Linked DNA regions of Mus musculus: regions 1 and 2 are each linked to region 3. Evidence: chromatin contacts called from public HiCAR-type and HiChIP or PLAC-seq data. All regions are on one chromosome and are shown on one strand. The core of a region is the stretch at or near the end of the contact, and the rest is flanking DNA. Distances in the headings are between cores, read along the strand shown.

What was found. HiCAR-type assays count read pairs that join an accessible place to other places. HiChIP or PLAC-seq counts read pairs in DNA pulled down with a chosen protein or histone mark.
Region 1: a contact with region 3 is called in an H3K27ac HiChIP or PLAC-seq map of thymic regulatory T cells, with 2.6 times the contacts expected there. The contact joins two enhancer-like sites. A contact is called at or near these places in 4 of 484 Hi-C or Micro-C datasets (B cells, the HL-1 cell line, liver and 1 more), 5 of 115 datasets of contacts at active chromatin or transcription factors (CD4 single positive thymocytes, embryonic stem cells, extraembryonic endoderm stem cells and 2 more) and 2 of 9 other capture datasets (adipose tissue and pancreatic islet).
Region 2: a contact with region 3 is called in a HiCAR-type map of astrocytes, with 2.0 times the contacts expected there. The contact joins two enhancer-like sites. A contact is called at or near these places in 14 of 484 Hi-C or Micro-C datasets (the HL-1 cell line, the N1E-115 cell line, Sertoli cells and 11 more) and 7 of 115 datasets of contacts at active chromatin or transcription factors (Th17 cells, astrocytes, cardiomyocytes and 4 more).

Annotation. Positions count from the first base shown.
Region 1 is chr3:41,603,379-41,606,718 of GRCm38.p6, reverse strand. Jade1 (jade family PHD finger 1) reads right to left here. Exons shown (of 11, transcript NM_001130184.1): 9 at 1,728-2,249. Among named protein-coding and RNA genes, the nearest start is that of Jade1, 49 kb to the right of the region's middle. Within about 2 kb of position 1,903, at least 80 of the 459 cell types and tissues checked have an H3K27ac peak or open chromatin away from gene starts, as enhancers often do. A contact at or near this core is called in muscle stem cells, pancreatic islet and thymic regulatory T cells, where this site is marked.
Region 2 is chr3:41,193,605-41,197,402 of GRCm38.p6, reverse strand. No RefSeq gene overlaps it. Among named protein-coding and RNA genes, the nearest start is that of Gm40038, 22 kb to the right of the region's middle. Within about 2 kb of position 1,907, at least 162 of the 459 cell types and tissues checked have an H3K27ac peak or open chromatin away from gene starts, as enhancers often do. A contact at or near this core is called in the N1E-115 cell line, astrocytes, brown adipocytes and 6 more, where this site is marked.
Region 3 is chr3:41,407,325-41,410,821 of GRCm38.p6, reverse strand. No RefSeq gene overlaps it. Among named protein-coding and RNA genes, the nearest start is that of Gm25487, 32 kb to the left of the region's middle. Within about 2 kb of position 2,176, at least 250 of the 459 cell types and tissues checked have an H3K27ac peak or open chromatin away from gene starts, as enhancers often do. A contact at or near this core is called in the N1E-115 cell line, astrocytes, brown adipocytes and 8 more, where this site is marked.

The sequences.
Region 1 (3,340 bases), core at 654-3,153, 200 kb before region 3:
GAAAAAGAGTTAATACACCCAAGCATTTTCTACACTTTTATTCTGTGGTGATTGTTAAACAAACACAGTCAAAACATGAGACTTCTCGCCTCCCCTCCCAACGGCTATCTGACTCCATGCACCCCAATTACAGCAGTTGTTGGGTTAGGATGTAGCTTCTCAACAAAATACCCATTAACCCTGAATCCCTTTCTCAAGAACACACCACAAGTGCATGTGGTTCTTCGAACTGACCACCAGGGGTTGTGTGGGAGCCTAACCAACCTGCTCCCACCTCCCCTTAGCCTAACTAGCACCCACCACCTTACCCGGAATCCTAACAAGGTCTAGAAAAGGACATCTCAAGAAGTCAGCATTAGATGATGAACTAAAAGGGCCTCTAATGAGCACTTAGAAATACGTGCATGACCATCTCCAACACGGTGGTGCAAGCCTCTGTGAGAACTGATCCTTTTGGCCAAGTACATTTGCACTCTCCTGCCTACGCTCTCATCTCAAATCACCTATGAGTCAGATCCTGTTGCCAAGCAGGTGATGAATCACTCCTCTCTAATAAGTGAGGAGCTGGAGGGAGATACGCATTAGCTGTTTCAGGCCACTTGGGTGCCTTTCGGCACAGGCTGCTTCAGGCCAGACAACTTGCATACCATCTCTGCCACACTAATGAATTTAATAGGTATCTAGCAGTCAGGGGAGTAGGTATGGAAGGTGCTCAAGACGCATCCCCAATTAGCAAGCCTTGGTCAAAAACCACCTACGGGAGTGGGAGACCCTGGGGAGGACAGTCCACTCCTAATTATTCCTGCAGCAGGAAAAAAGGTCCAGCCGGGGACTCCAGAGGTAATGGAGAGTGGGGGAGGCACCAAGCAGCAAACAGCTGAGGGGAGTGCCAGCAGCTGAGGCTCCAGGCAGCCAACAGCCACTTAATCAGCAACCCAGGAGTGTGATAAACACGTGTGTGTCTATGTATGCAGTGTACTGAGATTGCTAAGGGCTCCACAGACATACCCAATGCCCTGTGCACCAGGAATCACACCACACGCAGACATCACCCAGAGAGGGATGCGCGCCACACACAATCGTACTCTGTATGTGCACAACCTCTGTGATGACTTAGCACCTCACTGCCAAGACTGTCTTCTGTAATAGGTGTATATAAGTCCATGCACACACATGAGCACCTGCAGCCTGTTCTTCTCCACAACAGAGCTGGGAATGCCCCTGTGGATTAGCCTAGAAGCAAAGATGAGCCAATGGGAGGCAGTGCTTGGCTCTCTCTAACGAGCCCTTCATCAGCACCTAGGAAATGTCTCCCCAGGTTAAACAAGGAATATTCCTGCCGCTGCCCCATCCCCCATAACTCAGATACATCCCAGTTCTCAAAACCAGGCTCTAAACTGCTGAGTTAAGCCCTTGGTCATGTTCCTGGTGCTCCATTCCCTCCAGCTCTATAAGGACAAGGGAATAGGGGATGAAGATACACCCCATCTGATCTTGGAGAACAGTAAAGATTAACAGGAGAAATAATCACAAAGCAACTCCCACACTGGCAGTCTTGCACAATGCAGTGAGTTTACCAGCCCATAAATATGTTTAACCAACATGACCTCATGCTGTAGTGTGTACAAGGATCTGAGAGTAATGACTGGCTATCATCTCTAGGCAAGTGCCCGCCTCTTTACATCTTCTTCTCTAAGTCATTATAAGGTGTCGGTGTCAATCATTACCCTCTCCAGGTCCTGCCGCAGGTGCGTGAACAGCTGCAGCCTCCTAAACAAGACATCCTGCTCCCGCTTGGCTAGATTGTCCTCTTCGTCTTTCTTTGGGGTGATGAGGGGCTTGTTGAAGTTGATCTTCCTCTTCAACTTCCAGTACTGGTACAGGAAATCCACCACTTCCTCAGGCAGCCGCAGCGCCCTGGCCACATCCAGCAGGTTGACAAAGGTGTAGAACTCATCCTCCAGCTGCTGTAGCTTCTGCTTGCGAACACTCACCCGGTGGGCCTCCTCTCGATTCGGCTCCAGACTACCATAGGGCTCCAGAGGGCTCTGGGGAGAACTCTCAGGGGCCCCATTCTCCTGGGCTGCTCCTTCACCCAGGCCCTCCTCGGGTTTCCTGTGTGAGCTGTGCTTTGGGCAGTAGGACTTGAATTTGACTTCATCATTCTCTGCCAATATGGTCTTCATCTCCAGGCCACGGTCAAAAGCACAAGTCACGTGGAAGGCTGTCCGGCAGTTCTTCACAGAGCACTGCAAACAACACAGGGAGACAGTTACAGAGCGGTGGCAACAAGAGCCCCCACTGCTGGCCACCCCATATGATGACAAAGAAACACTCAATGAGACAGAAAAGCTTTACAAAGATGAACAGGTTTGAAGGAACGTCAGGGCACAATGTAGGGTAAAGCTTTCAGAGAGCAAACTATAACTTGCTTGAAACAATCACAGCACTGAAATCTCAGAGCAGGGGAGGGGGAGGGCTGTACAACTGGCTCCTGTTGGGGAGGGTGGCACAATCCCCAAGCGAATGCACTCTATGTACAGCGCATACTCTGAGGCCTTAATTTAGTTCTCCACGACTTGAACGCAGTTTTATAAAAACTGTGAATAGCAATGTCCTCAGTGCACACATTCCTGATCAGTTTTAAAAGACTGTGAATCCTCAGTGCAACCCCCAGCGGGAAAAGGTCCCAACTCAGGAAGGTAAACACAAGCAGCATGGAAGTAGCATCTAGGGATCACGCCAGAGGAAAAGAAGGAGAGACAAGAGCCCAGTTCAGGAAGGATGGAGAAAGGTCTCCCTGCTGCAGACGCTCCCTTCCTTTAGGCCCCAAGGAAGTCAGCACAGAGGCCAGGCCTCATCAAGATGCACTGAACACCCTGCTCACTCCCCGCCTGCACAGGGCTACAATTTAGTGCCTTTGATCCAGATACAAGCCTCTGGCCAGCAGGAGCAAAGTGATTAACTTCTCGTGTCTGATCTCACTGAGCAAATCCCTAGAAAGAGGTACCTCTTGGAGGCTGAAGCCAGTCCCTTAAAAGCAACTGTATTGTGTGAGGCCAAGGGATCCCTGGGGCATGCCAGGCTGCACAGACAACCAAGGAGCTTGTGCTCCAGGCCAGCTGAAAAGCTTAATTAAACTCATTCAACAGACCCTGCCATCACATACCACAGAGTAGAGACTGGAGTTGGGTTTCCCCCTCATCACTTCAGCGTTTAAGATGCACTTCAGTGCCAGCCACAATCTAATCCTTTACTGTACAACCGCAGCCCCTTCACCACCGCCAATTCCAATCACCGAAAGCCTATGCACCATGCTTAATCTGTACCTTTATAAATA
Region 2 (3,798 bases), core at 658-3,157, 210 kb after region 3:
GGTCACTGAGGAATCCGCAGCAGAAACCCTGCCCCTTTCCTTTTTAAAATCTGTTGTCAACATCGGAGAGATTGGCTATTGAGGGCTGCTCCCTTAGAGGACCTGAGTTCAGTTCCAGCACCTTTATCGTGAGGCCCACAACCACCTATAACTCCAGCTCCAGGGTATCTGACACCCTCTTCTGGTCTCCACAGATACCCATGCCCCTCTACACACACAGATAAAAATAAAATCTTTTTAAAAAGTGAATTATATTTTTAATTTTTAATTCTTGTTTAATTTCTTTTTAAATTAGTTTTAAAAGTATATATATATCACTTCCATGCGCACTTTATTTTAAGACGGGGTCTCCCCAACCTTCCCCTTCCCTCAGTACCCCCTCAATGCTATTATTGCTAGACATACTTTTCCCAGAGTGAGTGACATCCACTGGTGCTGAATTAAGAGTCATGAGTTTTTCCAAACTCCGGGTGTTGTACATGGACTAGACTTCAAACTAGGTTCCACCATGCTACAAGGCTTAGGGTACAATAAGTGACCGTAATGCAGCCATTCCTTGGCCCTTCCCACAGCCCAGACTTGCTCCCAGACCCCCAGCAGCAAAGGAAGCCTTGATCCTGACAGTGAAAATGGAGGTTGGGTGAGTGATATTTGAACTGAAAAAAGGCAGACTTGAGTAATTATCCAGTGTCACAAGACAGGGGTCACAGGTGGAACTATCAAGGGCAGGGATGAAGACTTGCCTGTGACAACCTCCTAACAGAGGCTCTCTATTTGAACCATCTAGCTGGAACTCAGGCTCCTCTCCTCCGCCACAGAACATCTGGCTGGATCCTCTACTTGCTTTGCAGTTTGTCTATGTCCCTCAATGTCCCCACAGGGTTTAAAGCTATTTGCTTGAACCTAGCCCTGAAATGGATTCAACTCAGCTGGCAGCATCTCTGAGCCACAATAACAGCTTGGGTCTTGCACCTTGAATTTTCACCCATATTTCTTGCTGATAGCTCCATTATGGAAGGCAACAAGAAAGGAATGGGCAACTTCTGCTTGGCCTTAAGCTCCAAGTTATCTTTGTGAACAAACATCTGGCCTCTTATCCCTACAATGGGGCAAAAGGGATTTCCTCATGTCACAGCTGTAATGTAATACATTATAAAGTATAGTGTATAATATATACAATAGTTAAAATATATACAGTATACATTGTAATGCATAATGTACATATAATGTAGCTTATAAATGAGGCACTGGATGCAAGCAGAGAGCTTTTCACATGGTTAGTGCCCAGGAGATTTTCACAGTGTATGGATCTTCCCAACCTTAGCCAGTCATGGGCCTGGAACTGCCATACCACAGTAGTTCTCAGTCAGAGGTGATTTTCCTAGTTACGTTGGTGGGGTAGGGGATTCCCATGCTCTAATGGGCAAGAGGTCAGGCATGCTGTTGGCTTCCTGTGATGTACAACACAGCCCCTTACGAGAAAAGGATCATCTAGCCTGAAACATCAGCAGTGCCAAGACTCAGAGACTGAGCCTGGTCCTAGCTGCCCACCTGGATCCCTTCAGCTCTTGTGCTACTGTGCCCTGTGAGCTATGGTGACTGTGGTTGGTCTCTAAGCCTGAGCCCTCTCAAGACTAGCCTATGCATTGACTCCTGAGATTCCCAGAGCTCAACTGTTGGATTCTTTGAGAAATGGCCAACAGGTTTCATTGCTTTGACCTGAGCTCCTCCCAGCAGGAGACAGGTAGAACAGCCAAGCTTTCTCACTGACCAGGAACAGGCAAGAAACCAGTTCCTGCAGGGACCTGGCTGAGAGCCACATGGAAGCAGGCACAGCCTGAAGCATTCCACCCAAACTGGCTCCACACCAGACCCAGCCAGTGAGTCACCACCACATGCCGCAGCCTCTCCCCCATGACCTTTCTTTATCCCTTCATTAGCTGTAAATCTTTAGGAGTAAAACAGCAGAGAACAGACCGGGAAGGGCCTGGCAGACTAACACCCCAGGCAAATGCCCAAATCAAAATTCAGAGTTAAAAACCCCAGGCTCTGAATGAATGCCAGTAATGGCAAGCTAGGCTCTTCAGAGCCATCTCTGTAAACCGGAGATGTGGACAAATGGAGCCTGTCTCTCTGCACAGTTTAAATCGTGTGGCAACCCTGGAGCATCCTTCAGGAGAAGGAACAGATGTGTTTAGCAATACCCAGATGGTAGGGAGCAAATTGAGGGACCTCTGTAACGCTGGCCAGTAACTCATGCTTACACCAAACCGCACAGTACCCTGAAAGAAACCACCCTCTCACCAGCTCCTCTTGCATCAAATGGAATAATGAAGTCTCCCCACACAGTGACAGAGAAACAATAACACAGGCTAGTAGGCCATATTTCCGCACAAAAGAAAGCAAAAGTGGTTTTCTCCTTTGTGTTTTTTCTCTGCCTTTTGTGGGAAAGGCCAGTGAGAAGGGCAGCTGCCTTCCCCAGGGATTTCTTTCTACCCAGCGTGTCCTCCCCTGAGCTGTCCTTCTCCACATGGAGTCTTCAAAGCAGAGACTTTGGAAGCGGCCACAGAGCTTGAAGATTCTAGGGCTATCCCAGGAACCCACTGACTCTCCCTTTCTGTGGATGAGGCTTTAGAAAGGCCTTGTAAACACACCTTTCCCTTCAGTTTGACACCGCCAAAGTCTGAGAACCTTCCAAGTGAACAAACCCCAGAGTGGCCCAGGGGCCGCCTGTTCCTAAAAGAAAGACCAACTCTTTGGCCTGCTGTTTTCGCCTCTCCACAATGTCACCCCCCCCATCATTTGCAGGTGGAGCTCCTGGACAAGATAGGACAGATCTGATGACTCATCTGAATGAGGCTGTTCCACCCCCACACTTCTGCTGACAGCCACATGTTGCCATTTGTCCTTCTGGGTTTGGCAATTCCTGGCAACATTGTTAAAGTGAAAGGGGCTGGGTGTTTTTCCTCCTCGGTGGCCGCCTTCTGCCCTGTGTGAGATCCCATCTTCCTGCCTGGCTACCATGGAACAAATCAGGAATAAGCAGCCCTAGCTGTAAATTGATCCACCTCTCCCGTGATCACTTTCAACAGTTGTTTGGAATTTTCAGTGTGTTCTCCAAGTGGTTCACACGTGCTTTAAATAGTCTTGTGAGAAACCAGTTCCATAGATGAGCCACCAAGGTGACCTTCAAATAATAGCATTGATACATGCCAGGTCTCTCCTCCAAACCCAAAGCTTGAGCAGCTGGCCTGCACTGCCTGCTTCTGTCTCTGAAACACCAACGTTCTTTTATTTGCTTGTTGCTTGGTGTATACTCATAGTGCAAGGTATGAGATTAAACAAGGACATTTTCCTACAAAGATATAAGGTACTTTGAGTGAGTTTGCCTGCAAGTCACGTTACCTCCCTTCCCCCAATTTAGTCTCCTTTGATTTCTAGACAGTTTTATTTCTACTTTCCTGTCATATATATATATATATATATATATATATATATATATATATATATATATATATATATATATAAACAATTTTGTGTACTTTATATATTTTATGTAGATTCTTGTCTATAAAATCTGGAAACCACAAATGGGGGGGGCTCATAACCCCTTGTAACTGTAGCTCCAGGGAATCTGAGACCTTTTGCTGTCCTCCCTCCAAACACATGTGGCATTCATTCACCCAGATGTACACATACACATAAATAAAAATAATTTAAAAGATAAAACTAAAATTTAAAACTAAAATAAAATCTCCTTGCCCTTGTTTGATTATTGTTTGCTTGATTGGTTTTGTT
Region 3 (3,497 bases), core at 927-3,426:
GTAACCGACTCCTGAAAGCCATCCTCTGACCTCCACCCATGCAGCACGGCACAAGACTCCTGTACTTGCATTTAAATACAATTATTATAAATGAAATATTTAGGATTCAGTGTATGAGATGACGCCTGCATTAGCTACTCTTTTGTGGCTATAACAAAATACCTGGCAAGAAGCAACTTAAAGAAAGAAGGGTTTTATTCTGGCTCACAGTTGAACAGGTTATCCTTCATCTTGGCTGGAGAGGAGGCTGGCAAGTCGAGTCACACTGCTTCAACCCTCAGGAAGCAGAGAGAGGTGACTGGTAGAATGAAGCTTCTCCTTACTCTTCCACCTATAAAATTCATTACCTTCACCTTTAAAATGGTTCGACCCTCCCGTGGTTAAGGAGGGTCTCCCACCTTAGTTAACTTAATCCTAGATAATCCCTCACAGGTGTGAGGAGAGGCTTGACTCCCCTGTCCTCTCCAGATGACACTCAGTGTCAACAATCAAGACCCCTATTTTGAGAGAGATCAACAAGTAAGGCTGCGGGGACCAATGGTGATTACAGTGACTCTATTACCAAGTACCAAATGCTTTGCTTCGGCTCTTCTCCCGGTTCCATAGATAAGGATTGTATGCAGGGTTGGGGTGGGGAAGCAGTAACTTCACATGACTCTTCCAAAGTCACCCCACAGAAGCAAGGGAGAGAGGGGAATCAATATGGACTGCCGCTAGACTGTCAGACCCAATTCACCCAACGTGTATCAATTTAAAGCCATAAAATCTGGGTAGGAGAAGAGTTTGCCAAAATGACAGGCTGGGTTTTTTAAATCTTCTATATCGTATTTCCTGGCCCAGCTCCTCCAAGAACTGTCCCTGTTCTGAGTTTCCGTATCCTAGAAGGAAGTCCACCTGCCAGAAAGACCGAGCCTTCACCGAGGGTGACTCTCCAAGTGCGTTAAAGGTTATTTATGTAAAAGATCATTGCATTGTGTTTTGGCATGCAAAAATTCCTCTCTCCCCAAGATACAGGAACACCCTCCAGTTATAGATCAAAACAGAAGAAGGTGTCGTTTGGGCTCTCAAACACCCGTTCCCAGCGTCTTTGGTTCAGAAAATAATTTTCTGGTTTTATGTTCCTGTGAGTGCCTCCCTCTGTTGGCTTCTCTGAATCTCAGTGATTCTTGCTTCCACACTCACCAAGGACAACCACCTCAGCATGGGGGTGGGGCAAGCCCACCCAGTCTAAGGAGTGAGGGAGGGGAAGAGCAAGCCACCTGTCACAGGGTGAGAAACTCTCCATCATGCAGAACTTTCCCACACGAGGATCACAGAGGCTCCATCTAGATCCAGGGGACCCACTGGTTGTCAGAGCCTCTATTTGACTCCCACACCCTGCAAAAATCCTCTAGGGCAGCAAGCACAGCAGGACCTGCCTTTAACAACCACCGGGTGTCAGTCAGTGGCTCTCAGGAGTGTGGGCCACACTGCTTAACTCCACCACTGACCTCATTGGGGACAGCTTTGTTTGATTTTCACAGAGCAGAACATGTAGATCTCTCCATCATAAACACACACACACACTCTCCAGAGCACAAATAAACAACCATGTACACTGGTAAATGTGTTTGCATTATTTAACCCAACCAGACGAAAACGAAGCGTGTGAACAGCCCTGCATATAAAGTACCGGGGAGTAACTTGCCTGTAATCTGTCTTGTACAACACAGCCTTTGCCACTCAAGCTACGCACGCGATCCAGACCCTGGAAATGTTCTATTTTTAGATGGGCTTTGTACACTATACTATTGACAAAGAGCGCTGTTAAATCCTCTGAATAGCAGCCAAAAAGTTGGGTGAGAACCCAGAAACCTGCCTCCTAGATCAGCATGCTAATCAAGCCAGAGCGATCTCTAAAGATCCTGTCCTTTTGTCTCAGCAGAAGTGGTCAGCAGAAGCGCAAAGGACACGGGGGCAGGGGTGGGGATGGGGGCGAAGGAGGTGATTATCCGCAGTTGTTTTACTCCTAGATAACAGGTCATTCGCCCACAATTCGGCGGATTTAAGCTGCTCTTTGTCAAAGTCACTTTCAGAAAAGATTTGACTATTTATTTACAAGGGAGGGGGTGTGACGGCAGCAGGTGCGTCATGGAAATCTCAGACGTGGTAGATTCAAAGCTGCTGGGGCCAGGTCACATGACTGCCTGCCTGCATCCTGGCACGCATATACTCCACCCCGACAAGCTTATGTCAGCCTAGCCACGTGGCCACACAGGGAGAACGGGAAGAAAATCTTAGGCAAACTGCCCATAAGAGGTGCGTGGGGAATGAGGCAATAGAGAGAAAAGGTTTGCAATACAGGAGGCGAGGGGAAGCGTTCGACACTGACATTTCTGCAACCACTGAGAAATCTGCCCTTTCCTGAGCTCGCAAGGGGCTAGGGGTAACAGACACCACTAGGCTAATTCTGGATAAAGTGGGCAAAATTATTTTTTATTGGTTAAGCACATTTTTCGCCTATTATTTTTGCTTCCACGCAAATTGCTCACTTTAAAAACTTTACTTTTTAAAAAAATAAATTTTATTTATTAGTGTACATGAAAGCGTGAGTGACTGTGTGTGCATGCGTGCATGTGTGCACAGGCACGAGTGGGCTCACATGTGTGAGCATGGCATCTGTGTGGAGATCAGAGGGCAACTTGTAGGGGGTCATTTCTCCTTTCCACGGGAGAGTTCCAGATGCTGACCTCAGATCATCCAACTTTCACCTACTAGCCACATTGCAGGCCTCAAAACGTCTTGCACTCACTTGTCCATGCGTTGTGACTGGTGTAGTGGGCCGGATGGTCTGAGACCTCCCTGGTGGCATCATACAGTTCCCTGCTTCTGCCAGTTCCTTGTAGGCCTTTTATTACTTTCTTTAAAAAAAAAAAAAAAGCAACAAGTTCTCATTTAGATCAGGCTGACCTCAAATTTACCATCTAGCTAAAGATGACATTGAACTTCTAATCTTCCTGCCTCCACCTGTCAAGGCTGGGATTACAGCCCTGAGCCACTAAAAGGGGGCATATATAGTGCTGATAGTAGGGCCCAGGACTAAATGAGTACTAGGCAAACTCTCTATATCTAATACCACAGCTGTTCCTTCAGTATTTATCGTGTTAAAGGGTCCTTGTACCTGTCACTGTCATGAGAGTCTTGTGCTCAGGTGATAAGTAACATGGAGGCTTACCATTAAGTCCCTGTGTATCAGGCTCTGTTTTAGGCTGGTTCTTCTAAAGCTGCATCCTTACCAATGGCCCACTCAGTCAGGTATCTTTCTTGCCTTCTGGGAAAGTACTGAAGCACACAGAAGGGTACTCAACCAAAGACAGTAAGCAATCAGTGATAAACTGCAAACTCACATCTGGGTTTGCTAAGCTTTCTCTATTATACCAGGCAATGTCATCTGCAAATGTGAACCTAGGCTGTATATCGCAGGACAACTGGGTTTGCTTTGATGAAACTGAATTGCA